Regions from separate parts of the Pan troglodytes genome. Here region 2 is linked to region 1. Evidence: chromatin contacts called from public Hi-C data. All regions are on one chromosome and are shown on one strand. Each heading gives the region's core, a stretch centred on a gene start, on an enhancer-like site or on the middle of the called end of the contact. The rest is flanking DNA. Distances are from core to core; before and after follow the strand shown. Region 1 has its middle 65 kb from the start of IER5. Region 2 has its middle 20 kb from the start of ACBD6.

Region 1 (7,874 bases), core at 1,995-4,494:
TAGTGCATGGGAGGGCAAGTCTGCCTGATCCTGGGATGCAGTGTTAGAAAGCACACGGTTACTGTGTCCCTAAGTCACATTTCCTGAATCAGTTTTGTTATTCATATGTTCATGAAAGAGGGATGGTATCTATTTCAATCTCTCCCCAATACTGGGCTCCCAGCTGAAGGAAAGATGTCTGCAATGGGCTTTTCATGGCTGAAATGACCCTGCCCTGGTTCCCTGGGGAGTGGTTTTATGGCTCCCTCCCAGCTTGAGTTCCCGTTTGTCTTAGTCCATTTTCTGTTGCTATAACTGAATATCTCAGACTAGGTAATTTATAAAGAAAATAAATTTATGGAATTATTGTAGTTCTGCAGGCTAGAAAGTCCAAGGTCAAGAAACCACATTGAGCAAGAGCCTTGCTGGTGGGGACTCTCCATAGAGGCTCAAGGTGGTGCAGGGTATCACATGGTGGAGGGCTCATGAGAGACCTGAACTGGCTTTTAATAACAGACTCGCTCTTGTGATAACAAACCCACTCCCCTGATTTCCCATTAATCCATTAGCCCATCAATCCATTAATCACATTAACTATTAATTATTAATCAGAGCCCTCCTGACCCATCACCTCTTAAAGGCCCCTCCTGTTAATACTGTTACATTGGGGATTAAGTTTCAACATGAGTTTCAGAGGGGACAAATACTGTTCTTTTAGAGAGCCTCCCAGATTCCCTTCATGATTAGAATATGGTTATACAGTCTGAGTTGGGATTGAGTTAGGGTTACTGGATTGTGATTTCCAGCTGGTTTTAAGAACCGTGAACCTGGTACTCAATAAATACTATTTATTGGCCTGGGGAATGTGAAGCTTAGGCTTGGGTGATATTGGTGTTGGGTGGGCTTTCGGCAAGACACCAGTGAATATGAGCAATATCTTGGTGCTGATGTTGGCTGCTCCCAGATGCATCTGGGGACTTTTCCAATGCTAACCAACAGGTGCTATTTGTTATATCACAAAAATCCTCCAAGTCCACGTGACTGAAAATTGGGGGCAAAGGTCACCTCTGAAAGCTTATTTCTATCTTATTCCTATGTCATTCCTGAAAAGTCCATGTGCTTATTATAGATTGTAGTGGTGATAAAAGAGGTGAATTGCTGAACTGACAAAAATACTACAAAGTAGAAGCAGGGGATTAAATATACAAAATTGTAACCTGTGATCAAAATTATGACTTTGATCTAGGCTTAGAAGTTGTTACACCTTATCCCATGTTACTGGCAGGCAATGTAAGGTCAATATATTGCCAAAGAATTTGTCAGCCACACTGGGCAGTGTCCTCTCTACTAAAAGGCCACAGCCATGGAATGAAAGCCCTGCTCCTGGTCACAGACAGCCCAAGTCTGTTCTGGGAGCCAGATTTAAGGGAGGCCATAGCAGTGCCAGATGGTAGAAGCCAGAATATGGACTGTGGAGCTGGGTAGAACCTGGTTTGAATCCTGCCTCTGCTGTGAATGACCTTGGGCATATAACTTAACCTCTCTGAGCTTCTCTGAGCCACTGTCTTCTTATCTGTGAAATGGGAATGGTAACATCACACTAGATTCTTGTCAAGATCAAAAAAAGATGATGTACTTATATGAGTACCTAGCACCATGCTTTGTTGACATTGACATGTGAGACCCTTTCTCTCAGACTCTATCCTGATTGCATCAGAATTCTACAAGGCCTGGCATCCACTTATCAAGGGTATTAATTTCCTCCACGAGGCTGCTTTGACCTCCAGAACCCAGCAGGCGTGCTCTTCTGAACTCTCCACCTTATCACCTCCATGGATCATATCTTGCTTTGCTGAGTGTGCTTTCTATTCCTGTATCTGCATTTTACTTCCTCGATTAGGGTGTAATCTCTTTCCAAGCAGAAGCTTTCATCTTTTTAAAATGTTCCATTTTTGCATTTTAGCGCCGTGCCTTTTTGTACATAGCGCTTGCTCAAAAAATAGGAATCGGTTGATATTTTATCTACTTTTGTGTCCTAAAAATTGCCCCAGAGTCATGAGCTGAACTTAGCTTACATGAGGTCGTTACTACAAAGTCACAACATGTTTATTCATTTATCTGTTTATGTGGTAGCCCTACCATGACTCACACATCCAAATGAGGATTGCAGCCGTATAAGGGGCACTGTGAAGGCTGACTGTGATTCTGGGAGCCTGTCACCTCGCAAAACATTTTTGGAACTCCTGCTTTGAATCAGTGCCAGAGTTGCAGTGGTGAATCTTCACACCTCCTGGGAGGAGTTATTTTTGGAAACAGTGAAAATCTGTCTGGTCACATTTGGTAGGTGTGGTCATTCAGGGCCTGAGTGTGAGGAGGGATGCTCAGTGGAGTGGTAATTAGTTAATATTTAATTGGCCATTTCCAATGTGTCAGCCAGTTTACATCCACTGTCTTATTTTAATCTTAATGTGACCTCTATGAAGTAGGTGGTCTTATTATCACCATTTTATAGAAAAGGGACCCTGAGGCACAGAGAGTAAACCACACTCTGTACAGGGACTCCATGGCTTTTTACCCATTATTAAGCTAGTGTAGCAGGCACAGGGGACATACCCAAGTAACCCTTATGTACCCTAGCAGAGATGAGGGATCTGGACACCTTTTTTAAAAACAATAAGGCCAAGGACAGCCACATTTGGATTAGTGGGAGCAGGGGGAGAGTATGGGGAATGCGGGAACCCGGGAGGAGCTAAGAAAACTGGTCAGATCCTGCATCATAGGTGAGTACAGGCACCCCAGGGGGCCCAATGGGAGAGACCAGAGAAGGGAGGAGAGCACTGGGGCTTGTTTGGGAACCTCTGAGTGGGTAAAGATGGTCACTAAAATCTCCAACCAAAGGAATTCTTTTTATGCCTCTCTTTTTTGCTTTCTTAAAATTGTATTCATACTTGCTGATTATAAAAGGAGTTCAAGTTCATCGTAGAAAACTTAGAAAATATAGACAAGTGATAAAGAAAATAAAAGTCATCTGTAAATGTCCCTCTCCTCCCCCAGGCCTCAGGCTTTGCTAAGACAAGGCCGCTGAGCAGATCAGCACACATCGGGTTATTTATAAAGCTCCCGCCTTCCTCTCCACCCACTCCCCTCTCTCTTGGCTACGGAGAAGCCTTCGGCCAGGACATTCCCTTGCAGCCTACTCAAGCTGCTATATAAAGCCCTGCACTTCTCGGGGCTGGATCAGAACGTTCCTTATCTCTCTGCAGCAGGACGCTGATAATCTGCCCAGCTGGCAGGCGCTCTGAGGTCGGCTTGGGCTGCTGCGCTCAGGGCCTACAGCCCCCGTGTGGTCGTCTTCTCTGGTTCCCACTGAAACTTGGCCAACGACACTAACTGAAACCTCAAATATAGGAAGTTGTTGGCTTGTTTCATTAGAGGGCAGTTGCCAGACAGCTGAGATGAACTTAATGGGCTTGGCATGGGTGACTGGTGTGTCCAGCACATTCAGGCTTAGTGGTCAGTACTGATGGCCCATCATGACGTCCCCTTCGGAAGCAGCTGTGCCAGCTCCCTCCTTCCCCAGCCCCCACCCCTGTTCCATCCCCTTTCTCTGCATTAGCGCTTGGCTCAGAGTCTTCTTCATCCATATGGCTTCTACAGGCAAAGGCCTTCTGTGGCCAGGTGGCCTGCTGCATTGCAGTGCCACAATTCCAGGCTGGACTTCTACCTAATTGAGAGTGGACCACAGCAGACGTACTTGCTCTGCCTAGAAAATAAGTTTTGTCATGGGAGGCAGAACCATCTTATTGCTGTAAGTCAGGGCAGAGGAGTGTGCAAAAGAGGCAAGGTATTATCCTGAAAAAATACACAGGTTTTAAATCGGAGCTGGTGTGACATCCTAGCTTCTCCACTTAGAAAGAAGTGTGATCCTAAGTAAGTTATGTAACCCCTTCGAAGCCTGGTTTTCTCATCTTTAAAACGTAGAGTGATATTTCCATCTTAGAACTGTTGTAAAATGTAAATAAGATGACATATGTAAAGCACTGAAAACATACATCAGATGGCATTATGGTAGCTATTTTTTTGTTTTGTTTTGTTTTGTTTTTGAGATGGAGTCTCACTCTGTTGCCCGGGCTGGAGTACAGTGGCACAATCTCGGCTCACTGCAACCTCTGCCTCCTGGGTTCAAGCAATTCTCCTGCCTCTACCTCTCAAGTAGATGGGATTACAGGCACCGACTACCACCCCCAGCTGATTTTTGTAGTTTTAGTAGAGACGGGATTTCACCATGTTGGCCAGGCTGGTCTCGAACTCCTGACCTCAGGTGATCTACCTGCCTCGGCCTCCCAAAATGCTAGAATTACAGGCATGCTAGGATTACAGGTGTGAGCCACCGTGCCCAGCCTTATGGTAGCTATTATAATTATTGTTAATAATATTATTATTTATGAACATTTGAATGAGAAAGAGTTGGTTTCTTTTTTTCCTCTTAGATTCAAGATCCAATAGGGAAACTTTTGACCTTGGTTGTTAAGAAACCCATCTAGGCAGGTAGGTGTGTGTTTCCATTGATATTTAAATGAGTTTTTCAAGTGTTGAGAGAATTTTTTCAAAGCAACTTCTGGGCCCTGAGAAGGTTCTGGTTCACCTTCATATTGGCCTCATAAGAATCAGGTCAACCTCATATGAAAAGGCAAGTCGTTGTACCTACTTGTTGGTCAAAATTTAGTAGCAAAATATTCCTGCTGTAAGCCACAAGACATTTTCAAGATGGAATGATTATCTGTAAAACAGCAATAATGAAAACATCACTTACCAGAACTTAGGAGGTACAGTTAAAGCAGTGTCCAGAGGAAAATGCGTAGTGTGATGGGTCATTTTGTGTGTCAACTTGACTGGGACACAGGGTGCCCAGATATTTTGTCAAACATTATTCTGGGTGTGTCTGTGAGGGTGTTTCTTTTTAAAAATTATTATTATTATTTTTTTGAGACAAGGTCTTGCTCTGTCACCTAGGCTGGAGTGCAGTGGCATGATCTTGGCTTACTGCAACCTCCACCTCTTGGGCTCAAGTGATCCTCCCACCTCAGCATCCTGAGTAGCTGAGATCACAGGCATGCCACCATACCTGGCTAATTTTTGTATTATTATTATTTTTTGAGATGGAGTCTTGCTCTGTCAGCCAGGCTGGAGTGCAGTGGCATGATCTTGGCTCACTGCAACCTCTGCCTCCCAGGTTTGAGCAACTCTTATGCCTCAGCCTCCCGAGTAGCTGGGATTACAGGTGTGCACCACCACATCCAGCTAATTTTTCTATTTTTAGTAGAGACGAGGTTTTTGCCACATTGGCCAGGCTGGTCTTGAACTCTTGGGCTCAAGCGATCCACCTGCCTCAGCCTCTCAAAGTGCTGGGATGACAGGTGTGAGCCCCCATGCTGGCTGAGGGTGTTTCTATGTGAGATTAGTGTTTGAATTGGTAGATTGTAAAGCAGACTGCCCTTCCTGATGTGGGTGAGCCTCTTCCAATTCATTGAAGGCCTGAATGGATCAAAAAGGCAGAATAAGAGAATCTTCTCTCTCTCTCTCTACCTATCTTTGAGCTGGAACATCAATCTTCTCCTGTCTTCAGACTCAGACTTGGACTGGAACTTAAATTATAAGCAATCGTGGTTCTCAGGCCCTCAGACTTGGACTGGAATGACATCATCAGTTCTCCTGGGTCTCCAGGTTGCTGACTGCAGATCTTACAAATTCTCATCCTCCATAATTGTGTGAGCCAATTCCTCATAACAATTTAATACATATCTACATAGATATCCGATTAGTTATGTTTCTCTGGATAACTCTGATTAATATGCATAGTCTTATAATGAATTAATAAAAAATTAAACAGGAATGAGAAAATGAAATAAGCATCCAATGGAAGTAGTTAGAAAAAAGGCAATAAATGTCAAGAAAGCAGAAAGGAATTAATAAATGTTAAAACAGAAATCAATTAATTAAAAAACAAAAATATTTTATAATTGATAAACTGATACATAATAAATATATTCAAAATAAAATTCTTTGAAAAAACAGTAAGATTTCTAAATTGTCAGCTAACCCTCTCGAGAGAAAAGAAAAGAGGAAGCACAAATAAGAAATGCTAAGGGGTACTCGAGAGGCTGAGGTGGGAGAATCACTTGAGCTCAGGAGTTCAAGATCAGTCTGAGCAACACAGCGAGATGCTGTCTCTAAAAAAATTTAAAAAAAAATAGCCAGGTGTGGTGGTGTGTGACTGTGGCTCCAGCTACTTGGGAGGCAGAGGAAGAAGGATCACTTGAGCCCAGGAGTTCAAGGCTGCAGTGAGTTATGATCATGCTATTGCCTAGTTGACAGAGCAAGACCCTGCTCTTAAAAAATAAAAGAAAAAAAGAAATACCAACGGGACAATAACTACAGATAAAGGAAATTAAAAGAATCCTTAGGGACTATTTTGCTCAACTACATGTAAGAAAATTTAAAAACTTATGTAGTTAAGAATTAACCTTACCCAAAGAGAGGTTTGGCTTTTGTCCTGGCTCCTGGAAGGTAAGCTCTGGACCCTTGGAATGTCCTGCCTGATAAGAGTATCTTTGTCTACCTGGGAGCCTTAGGCCACCCTGGATAGTCAAATCCCATGTGATTTATGATGGGAGCTGGGGGCACATGGTATCTGTTCTACCTCCTGTGGGTCCAGAGAGGAAAGGTCAGCCCCATGGACAGTCAATTATGTCTGTGTTCTCGAGCCCCAATAAAAACTCCGGACACAAAGGCTCAGGTGAGCTTCTCTGTTTGGCAGTACTCTGTGTGTATTGTCACACATTGCTGCCGGGGAAAGCAGCATTTTCCATGGCTTCGCAGGGCGAGGGCAACTGGAAGCATTGTGCTTGGAACTTTCCTGGAGTCTGCCCTACGTGCCTCTTCTCTTGCCTGATTTTAATCTGTATCCTTTGTCTATAATAAACCATTAACCACAATGTAACAGCTTTTAGTGAGTTATGTGAGTCCTGGCAAATTATTGAAACTGAGGGTGGTCAGTTTCAACTTTGTAAAGCCCGACATATTGGATACTTTTCTGGGAAAATATAATTTGCCAAAAACTGACTCAACATCATAGTCAATATCAGTTTTGCCTTAGTTAACCTATAAATTAAAAGAAATCCCAAGAAACCTAACAGTTCATATGAAAAAAGAAGCAATGAAAATCAATGGGAAATGAGCCCTACAAGATATACTGTAATGCATATTATAAACCTACAATAAATAAAATAGTGTAGGACATCTTGGAGTTGGAATGAGATAAGAAGTCCAGAAATAGACCAAAACTTATTGGGAGTTTAGCTTCTGATAATGATGGCATTTCAAATCATTCAGGAAAAGAAATGAATTATTCAATAAATGGTGTTGAGACAACTGGGTAGCCATCTGGAAAAAAATTAAGTTGGATTCAGATCTCACTTCTTATATCAGGATACATACCAGGAGAAGTCAGTGATTGAAATGTTTCAAAATGATAGAAACAAGTTTGGGAGAGTAAAAAAGGATCTAATGACCATGTTGGAACAGGGAAGAACTTCCAAAGTATGACACTAAAAACAGAAGCCATAGAGAAAAAAACAATAATTTCTATTGCATTAAAATTATGCATGGGAAAAAGAACAAAAGTCAATTCAGAAGAGTAATGTCAAACCAGAAAAATTATCCTAATATTCCTAATGCGTAATGAACTTCTCTTCATCAACAAGAAAAATGACATACTATACAGTAAGAACATTTGCAAAAGGTATGAACAGAGAGTTCGTAGAAAAAGGAACAGAAGTGTTTTATGAACATATACAAAGCTGCTTCACGTTACTCATAGTAAGAGAAATAGTAAA
Region 2 (7,874 bases), core at 2,077-4,576, 620 kb before region 1:
TCAAGTGAAGCAGTGGGAGTGGAGAAGGAACAAAGAAATCTGTAACTGATTGTGCGATCCATTAGTTGTAAACACCACTGCACTTGGACCAGCCTTTTTCTTGCTTTTAAACAGTGAAATAGCTTCCATGTGATAGTCATCTTACATAGATCATACTTTTATGAAAGGGCATGTTATCTATCATAAGTAAAGGTAATATTTGAATTATTTTGAGTACATTATGTTGTCATGCTCTTTTTTTTTTTTTTTTTTTTTTTTGACGGAGTCTTGCTCTGTTACCAGGCTGGAGTGCAGTGGCATGATCTCGGCTCACTGCAACCTCTGCCTCCCGGGTTCAAGCGATTCTTCTGCCTCAGCCTCCTGAGTAGCTGGGACTACAAGCGTGCACCACCACACTCAGCTAATTTTTGTATTTTTAGTAGAGATGAGGTTTCACCATGTTGGCCAGGATGGTCTCGATCTCTTGACCTCATGATCTGCCCCCCTCGGCCTCGGAAAGTGCTGGGATTACAGGCATTAGCCACCGCGCCCAGCCGTCATGCCCTCTTTAATAGTAAGGTCTGTTTCCTGTTGCATTTCAATGCATGGTACAGGGTGAGTTGTTTATGAAGAGAGAAGACTGAGAAAGAAGAGTTGGAAAAGGAAGAGAATTCTTGAGGTGTGCACAGATGCATATAGCAGTAGTCCCCAACCTTTTTGGCACCAGGGATGGATTTTGTGGAAGACAAGAGGGCAGGTGGTTTCAGGATGAACTGTTCCACCTCAGATCATCAGGCGTTAGATTCTCATAAGGAGCGTGCAACCTAGATCCCTTGCACTTCACAATAGGGCTTGTGGTCCTATGACAATCTAATACCACTGCTGATCTGGGACAGAGCTCAGGAGCTCACAGGAGCAGGGCTCAGGGCTGGGGTCCCTGCCGTAGAGTGATTGAGAGACAGGACTGTCACACATGAAAGAGAGAGAACCGTTATGTAAGTCAGCACTAAATCGTGTGCTCAGAATTGTTGCTGCCTCAGGAATTCAGGAAACAGGAAACATCTGTGAGGCCTGGAGTTGAGAGAGAGGCCAGTGCTTCCTGGAGATGGGAGCTAGCCCAGAGGGATGGTGAGATTTGAATAGAAAAAAGTGAGAGAGATGGGCATTTGGCAGGTGAGTGAAGGCATGTGAGAAAGCCATTAGGGCGCACTTGCAGGACAGTGGTTTAGGGTAAAATGAATTGATTGGGAAGCTGGGAGGGAAAAGGAAAAATGAGCAGTGAATTGATAAAGCCATAGTAGAATAAACCTCTAGTTTTCCGAGGATAAAGAAATAGTTTTAGTCTGGTCTTTCATTTGTACCCTGCCTTCCCCCTGGAAGTTCTTTATTTGTTGATTGAGACCGGGTCTTACCCTGTCACCCAGGCTGGAGTGCAGTGCCACTATCATAGCTCACTGGAGCCTCGAACCCCTGTGCTCAAGCAATCCTCCTGTCTCAGCCTCCCAAATAACTGGGACTACAAGCATGCACCACCACTCCTGGCCCCCTGGAAGTAATTTTAGGTAGCTATGAAAGTTATTGTCGAAGTGTTGGAGTAGAATTTTGGCTTAGTTAAAATAATTGAGAACGTGAAGGATGGATGACTTTGACATTAATTTAATTTGATGACTACAATCCATCTATTAAAATGGCATTCTGCTGACTTGTTTTTCTTTTTCCTTTTTCCTTTATCCCTTTGCTCTTCATAATATTCTCAGGACTTTATTGCTCAGTATTGGCTAGAATGAAATTGTATTATCATTCTACATATCAAAGTATTTCATAGTTATCCAATGCATCCATTACAACTGAGTAGTTAAAATAAATGTGTTCTAGTACTTCCTACTAAAACCTGTACAGCCTCTCTGGAGCCCAACCTTGGCCTTCCTGACAGATCTGCCCTGGCAGGTGAATACCCAGGAGAACCTGCTCTAGGGAGCCCCTTTCATGCATCTGATAACTCTGTCTCATTAACACTGACGGTGTTGGTTAGTTGGTCCATAGGAGTTAACATGCAGAATTCACTGTCAATTTTAGTCAGGACAGGACAGGTTATGTGGCAGCAACAACAGCAACAACAACAAAAAACCCAAAACTTCAATTGCTTAGCCCCACAAATCTTTTATTTTATTTTATTTTATTTATTTTATTTTATTTTATTTTTTTTGAGAAAGAGTTTTGCTGTGTCTCCCAGGCTGGAGTATAATGGTGCAATCTCAGCTTGCTGCAACCTCCGCCTCCCGGATTCAAGCGATTATCCTGCCTCAGCCTCCCGAGTAGCTGGGATTACAGGCACCTGCCACCACATCTGGCTAATTTTTTGTATTTTTAGTAGAGACGGGGTTTCACCATGTTGGCCAGGCTGGTCTTGAACTCCTGACCTCAGGTGATCTGCCCACCTTGCCCTCCCAATCCCAGCAAATTACAGGCATAATTTGCCTGTAATTTGGGATTACAGGTGTGAGCCACCGCACCCAGCAAATCTTTTATTTTTGCTTGCACTCTGTTGCTCTGCTCGTCAGCATCACTGGGGGAAGCATGCTGACAAGACCCATCTTGACATCTGCTCACACAATTTCGAAGGCAGCAGTAAAGGAGAATGTAGCATATTGTGGCTCTTAAAGCTTTCACTCAGGTAGGACTTAGGTCACTTCTGCACACATTTCATCAGTCAAAGTGAGTCACATGGTCAAACCTAACTTCAAAGGGGGCAGTGACGTGCAGTCTTACTACATTCCTGGAAAGAGAGGAAAGCCAGAGTATTTGTGAATGTCATTAGGGACGTTCTTTTTCTTTTCTCTTCCTTCTTCCCTCCTTTTTGTATAAACATATATTATTTAATGGAAAACTCCCTGCCGGGATAGGATCACTTGCTGAATAATAAGAGGTGAGATACCTCATGCACATTATTACTTTGAAAGGTAATTCCATGCGGTGTTTTCAAGGACTACAGCACAATTTCTGCAAATGTAGCCCAATTCAGAGACCATCTATGGTTTATGGAAAATATTAACTTTAGTGACTATAATTACACTGAGCCACATGTCAGTAGTGCCCTGTTTTCCACGGAAACATGAGATATTTTGCAATTTATCAACAAGTGTGCTGACCAGATTCCAGTCAAAGGCTTTCTTCCAATCCATGGTGCTTGTCCAGGCATGATCACTTAACCTTAATGCATGGGAGAAGAAGCTATGTACTTCCCACTGTGCCCCTTGATCTTCAGCTACTGGTTGAGGACTGGGCAATGTGTTACACTGTCACCTTCTGGCAGGGTTACGTGAGGCTTTTCTATTTGCATTACGGGAATGACGGGAATGACGAGCATGCCTTAGCAATTTGGAGGAGTTAGTTATCTGATACCGTAAAGGACACTGGCTTTGACATAGAAAGAACTTTGCACAGGCTTGTCGTTCGCCTGGGGATATGTCTACTTATTTTCTGCTTTTAAAATGATTTCCTGTTTTGTTTCACAACTTTGCCACCCGTCTATTTTTAATTAATCTACCTTGGAATTCCTTCTAGACATTGTTACATGTTGATAAGGAAGGTCATGACTGAAGACAAGTGAAACCATACTTTGAGCTGTTTTTCTAGGAGAACAGAAGTCATGTCTGTCTGGTTTGCCACTGAATCCCTATTGCTTGGCATGGTTTCTGGCACATGGTGCTCAATAAATATTATTGAATAAATACATGAATGAATGACAGATAGAGAAGACATTATTGACTCACCTGCATGGTAGTTCTCTATCTTTCTCTCGACCAATGGCAAAAAATTGCAAGCTATTGGACTGGAATGAGAGATGCAGAGACCTTCACCACAGTAAACTAAGCTAATAAGTCCACAGCTTTGCTTTCCCATTATTTTAGTTGCTAGATTGTTTTCCTCTCCCACTACACTCTAGTCATGCCCAACTTTCCAGCCAAATGGAACTACTGGCCATTCTCAGAATAGGCATGTTTCTTGTTATGGGTTGGATTTTGTCCCCACCCCCCCACAAAAAAAATATGTTGAAGTCCTGATCCCTGTACCTGAGAATGTGACCTGATGTGGAAATAAGGTCACTGCAAATGTAATTAATTAGGATGAGGTCATACTGGATTATGGTGGGCCCTAAGAAGGTGCCACTGTATAAGGAGATGTCCTTATAAGGAGGTGGCCAGGTGAAGAGAGACGCACAGAGAGAACACCATGTGACAATGCAAGCAGAGATTGAGGTGGTGCAGCTGCTAGCCAAAGAATGCTAAGGACTGCCAGCGAACCACCAGTAGCCAGAAGAGGCAAGGAAGGATTCTCTCCTCCGCATTTCAGTTTGAGCATGGCCCTGCCAACATCTTGGTTTTGGACTTCTAGCCATTTGAACTGTAAGACAATAAATGTCTCTTGTTTTAAGCCCCTTAGTCTGTGGTTCTTTGTTACAGCAGCCCTAGAAAACACACACTGCTCAGGCCTGTATGTTTTGTTTCCTCCATCTGATCCATGCCCCATTGTCCATCTGAGGACCTCTTTTGTTGTGATGCAATCAAATTCTCTCTTCTTGGGTAAAAGTCTCTAAATCCTCTCTAAGTTATGATGAGAAAACTGCCTGCAATGGCAATTATTCAAAAGTAAAGACAGAGCCGTAAGTGGTACAACTGTTCCACTTGGTTCAAAGGAAGGTGTGAGAAGGAGTTTAGGGAGGATTGTGCCACAAAGAATGAAGTCATGAGATAAAGATTTTGAGTTATGCATAAAAAGTAGGCCCAGGTTTGAATTCACTTTGAAAAAAAAAGAAAGAGAAAGGTTGGGGAGAGGGAGACAGAGAACAAAGGAGGGAGGAAGGGAAGGAGAGAGTGAGCAGCCTCCTGGGCATGCCTGTTATTCCTCTCATGGCCTTTTAGTCAATCAATTAGATAATAAATTATTCATAACCTTCTCCGCTGGCATTCAGGTACCTGTAGTGAGAAATGATGGATGTTCTGGTGACCCATGTAAATTTGCTTGGATTCAGAACCATTGTCTCAGCCTGTTGCTCAAATTGCTCTCTCTATTCCTAGCATCATGTTGGGCCTGGCTGGAGGAGGGACTGTTAAGTCAATACATACCTCTACTGTAATGCCTACCACCAGGGGTTTTAGTCGTCTTTGTTGCAAAACCAATGAGTAGCAATCAAGTCAATGAGAATGAGTTGAAGGGACAAAACAGATACACGTATTGTCACACTGTCTTGGGCGGATGGGAAGGAAGAGAAGAGGTGGCTTTGCTAGGGGAATGAGCTAGGAGCAAGGTATGTGGTGAACCCACAAGCTGGACTGACCCCTCACTCCACAAGGAAGGCTGAACAGGGCAGCCCAGCTGGTTAGTCCTTACAGGTGCCTGTGGTCAGCTGAGCATGGGGCTAGAGAGGAACATGCACCCATCACCAGTGGGCAGGGTAAGCATGGGCTTTTGGTATCAGAAAATCAGGCCTCCAAAATATTTGAGCAGGAGGAGCTTTTGACAGTTAAGAAAGCATTTAAAGGGTCATCATTTAATTTGCTGGGGTTTATATTTATTTTATAATTTATAATGTAAAATGTATAGTTTACATATTTCATCGCTTAGAGGTTTTAAAGGCTTCAGTCCACCCCTAAGTGTTTGAGGTGGAGGAAAGCTGGGACTCTGTCCAAACGGGTGCTGGAGTTCGAGCCAGAGAAATGAGTTCCTAATATGAAGGACAGAAGCTGACATGTGGAATCAGAAGTAGGGAGGAGGATGGGTAGGAAAGCAGAGGTGACTGATGGGAAAGCTGAGAATGACTAATGACTGGCAGAGTGAGCAAGTGGGAGAGGGTCTGGAGAGATTCTAAAGACTTAGGACAGAGGCCTGCAAAGGCTTTCCAGCCACGTGTGAGGGTGGACTGGGTTCATTGAAAGAGGTAGGAAAAAATGAGTGATAGCAGTTCACTCCTGCCCTTAGCAGAGCTGCTTACCTTCCAGAAGACATCGCAGGCAGAGTAAGGAGACTCAACAGTACCACATCATGAGGTGAGAGCCTGAGAATAGCAAGGCCCTGCTCCTGCCTGTATTATGAGGGTGGGCCCTGCCCCCAGCCCCAGGCAAAGGAAGCCCATATGTGCAAGGGCACTGCCCTAGAGGGAAGTCAATCATGAGGGTAGTGGCCACAGTGGCTGGTTCATCATCTGAGGGGCTTTGTGAATTATTTCATTGGTAGGTGCTGGAGAAGCCAGTCAAGGAAGGGTCACTGCTGCCCTGGACACAACACAACAGCAGTTGTGAGCCATCTTAGAAATCCTTCCTCATTTGGAGCCAAATCATTGTTGTGCTATTATTAATTTGCCTCCTTGCTTAGACCTGAGGCTGGCCACCTGGGGAAACACTCCTGTCACAGACAGGAGAAGTATGAGTGCATGGAGCAACATCTGACACTTGGCGATGCTGGCCTCGTAAACTGGACAGGTACAGACTAATTAGAACGTGCTAGAGCTACTCCAGGTGAGTCACCTAACTTACTCAGTAAGGGATAAACTGCTGTTAGGCAAAGGACCTGAGAAAGCCTTCTTACCAACTTTCAGCTCTGGGTTGATTCGTTCAACAACTAATGGTATTTCCTGATTTCTTCTTCCTGTTTCAGTTACGAATGTAATTGTAACCTGGATGTTACCAAGTCCAGTTTGCTTCTGAGGCCTCCTGCCTTTGCTATTCATTGTGGAAACACCGTTGCCCTTTAATGCATCCATCACCTCTGGCTCTGGAATCCTGCTTCCTGCTCAATCCTTGCTGCTTGCTCTTTCCTCCCTCTCGAGGTAGCCAAAGCAGACACAGCCTGTCTCCTCTCTGTTGCAGAGCACCACTAACACAGAGCAGTTGCATGAAACAGATTTTTCTGAAGATGTCATAACTAATGAGAACAGACAGAGCTATTATAGCCTGGGGTAGGAAATAATTTCAAATACAACATCAGAGATGATTGTTTCTAGAAATGCATTGGCCATTCCCTCCATGAGGAATTTCTTTCTATCTGTGTCCCTCCTTGGCACCCCCAGGCACTCCAATGCCAGAATTGCCTAAAAAGAGATCAAGAAATATCCTTCCGTATGGATGGAACTACCATGTATTACATACCAGGGACTGACTGCGCTAACAGTCTGATTCTCTCACTTAATCCTCTCAGCAGTATTCTGTGGTATACATTCCTATTTTACAGATGAGGAAACTGAGTCTCAGAGATGGTAACCTGGCCAGGAACCCACTGCTGAGATTTGCATCCAGTTCCTTCTACCCCACACCCATGCTCCTCACTGCAACACTTGCTGTCTCCCTGTGTAGTCCTAGTCTTCGCATACCCTTAGGTCATCAGAATTGAAATCTATTACTTTACCCCTTAACTCAGCAAAGCTTTCTGTAGAGTCAGGTAAAATTTTTCCCTAACATTTTCTTCCATGCAATTGAATCCCTTCTCCAAGAGCTCCCTTGCAAAAACGGCCCTCCCTCTCCCGAGATAAGTTTCATATTCACTCTGATCTCCTTTGCGCTGAAGTGTTTCTCCTCACTTACACTTCTAGATAACTTTCTGCTGTCTCTGCTTCCCCCACTGCCCTTTTCGCTGCTTTGTCAGCTCCTCTAAGGAAAGAGCCTCATTTAATGCCAGGAACTAGGATCCATTTGCCTCCCTCCCCTCTTGAAGCAAGGGAATCAATCCCCATAGATAAGGCAACAGGACGGTGGACTCTGCACTGAATTTCTCAAGTGCCTTTTTCAGTGGTGTGGGAGAGAAGGGGGACCCCTCCCAACCCGAAGCTATATTTTCTTCCTGAGCTTGGCACTCCATTAAGCCAGGACTTTCAGCCCTCCTGAATCCTCATAATTCTTAAC

What was found. A called contact is a pair of places that touch in the nucleus more often than the background predicts.
Region 2: a Hi-C map of induced pluripotent stem cells shows a contact between it and region 1, with 5 times the contacts expected there. The contact joins two enhancer-like sites. A contact is called at or near these places in 3 of 7 Hi-C or Micro-C datasets (induced pluripotent stem cells and stem cell-derived neural progenitor cells) and 1 of 1 other capture datasets (stem cell-derived neural stem cells).

What each region holds. Positions count from the first base shown.
Region 1 is chr1:67,977,996-67,985,869 of NHGRI_mPanTro3-v2.0_pri, reverse strand. No RefSeq gene overlaps it. Among named protein-coding and RNA genes, the nearest start is that of IER5, 65 kb to the left of the region's middle. Within about 2 kb of position 3,244, at least 10 of the 24 cell types and tissues checked have an H3K27ac peak or open chromatin away from gene starts, as enhancers often do. A contact at or near this core is called in induced pluripotent stem cells, where this site is marked.
Region 2 is chr1:68,597,178-68,605,051 of NHGRI_mPanTro3-v2.0_pri, reverse strand. No RefSeq gene overlaps it. Among named protein-coding and RNA genes, the nearest start is that of ACBD6, 20 kb to the left of the region's middle. Within about 2 kb of position 3,326, at least 1 of the 24 cell types and tissues checked has an H3K27ac peak or open chromatin away from gene starts, as enhancers often do. A contact at or near this core is called in induced pluripotent stem cells, where this site is marked.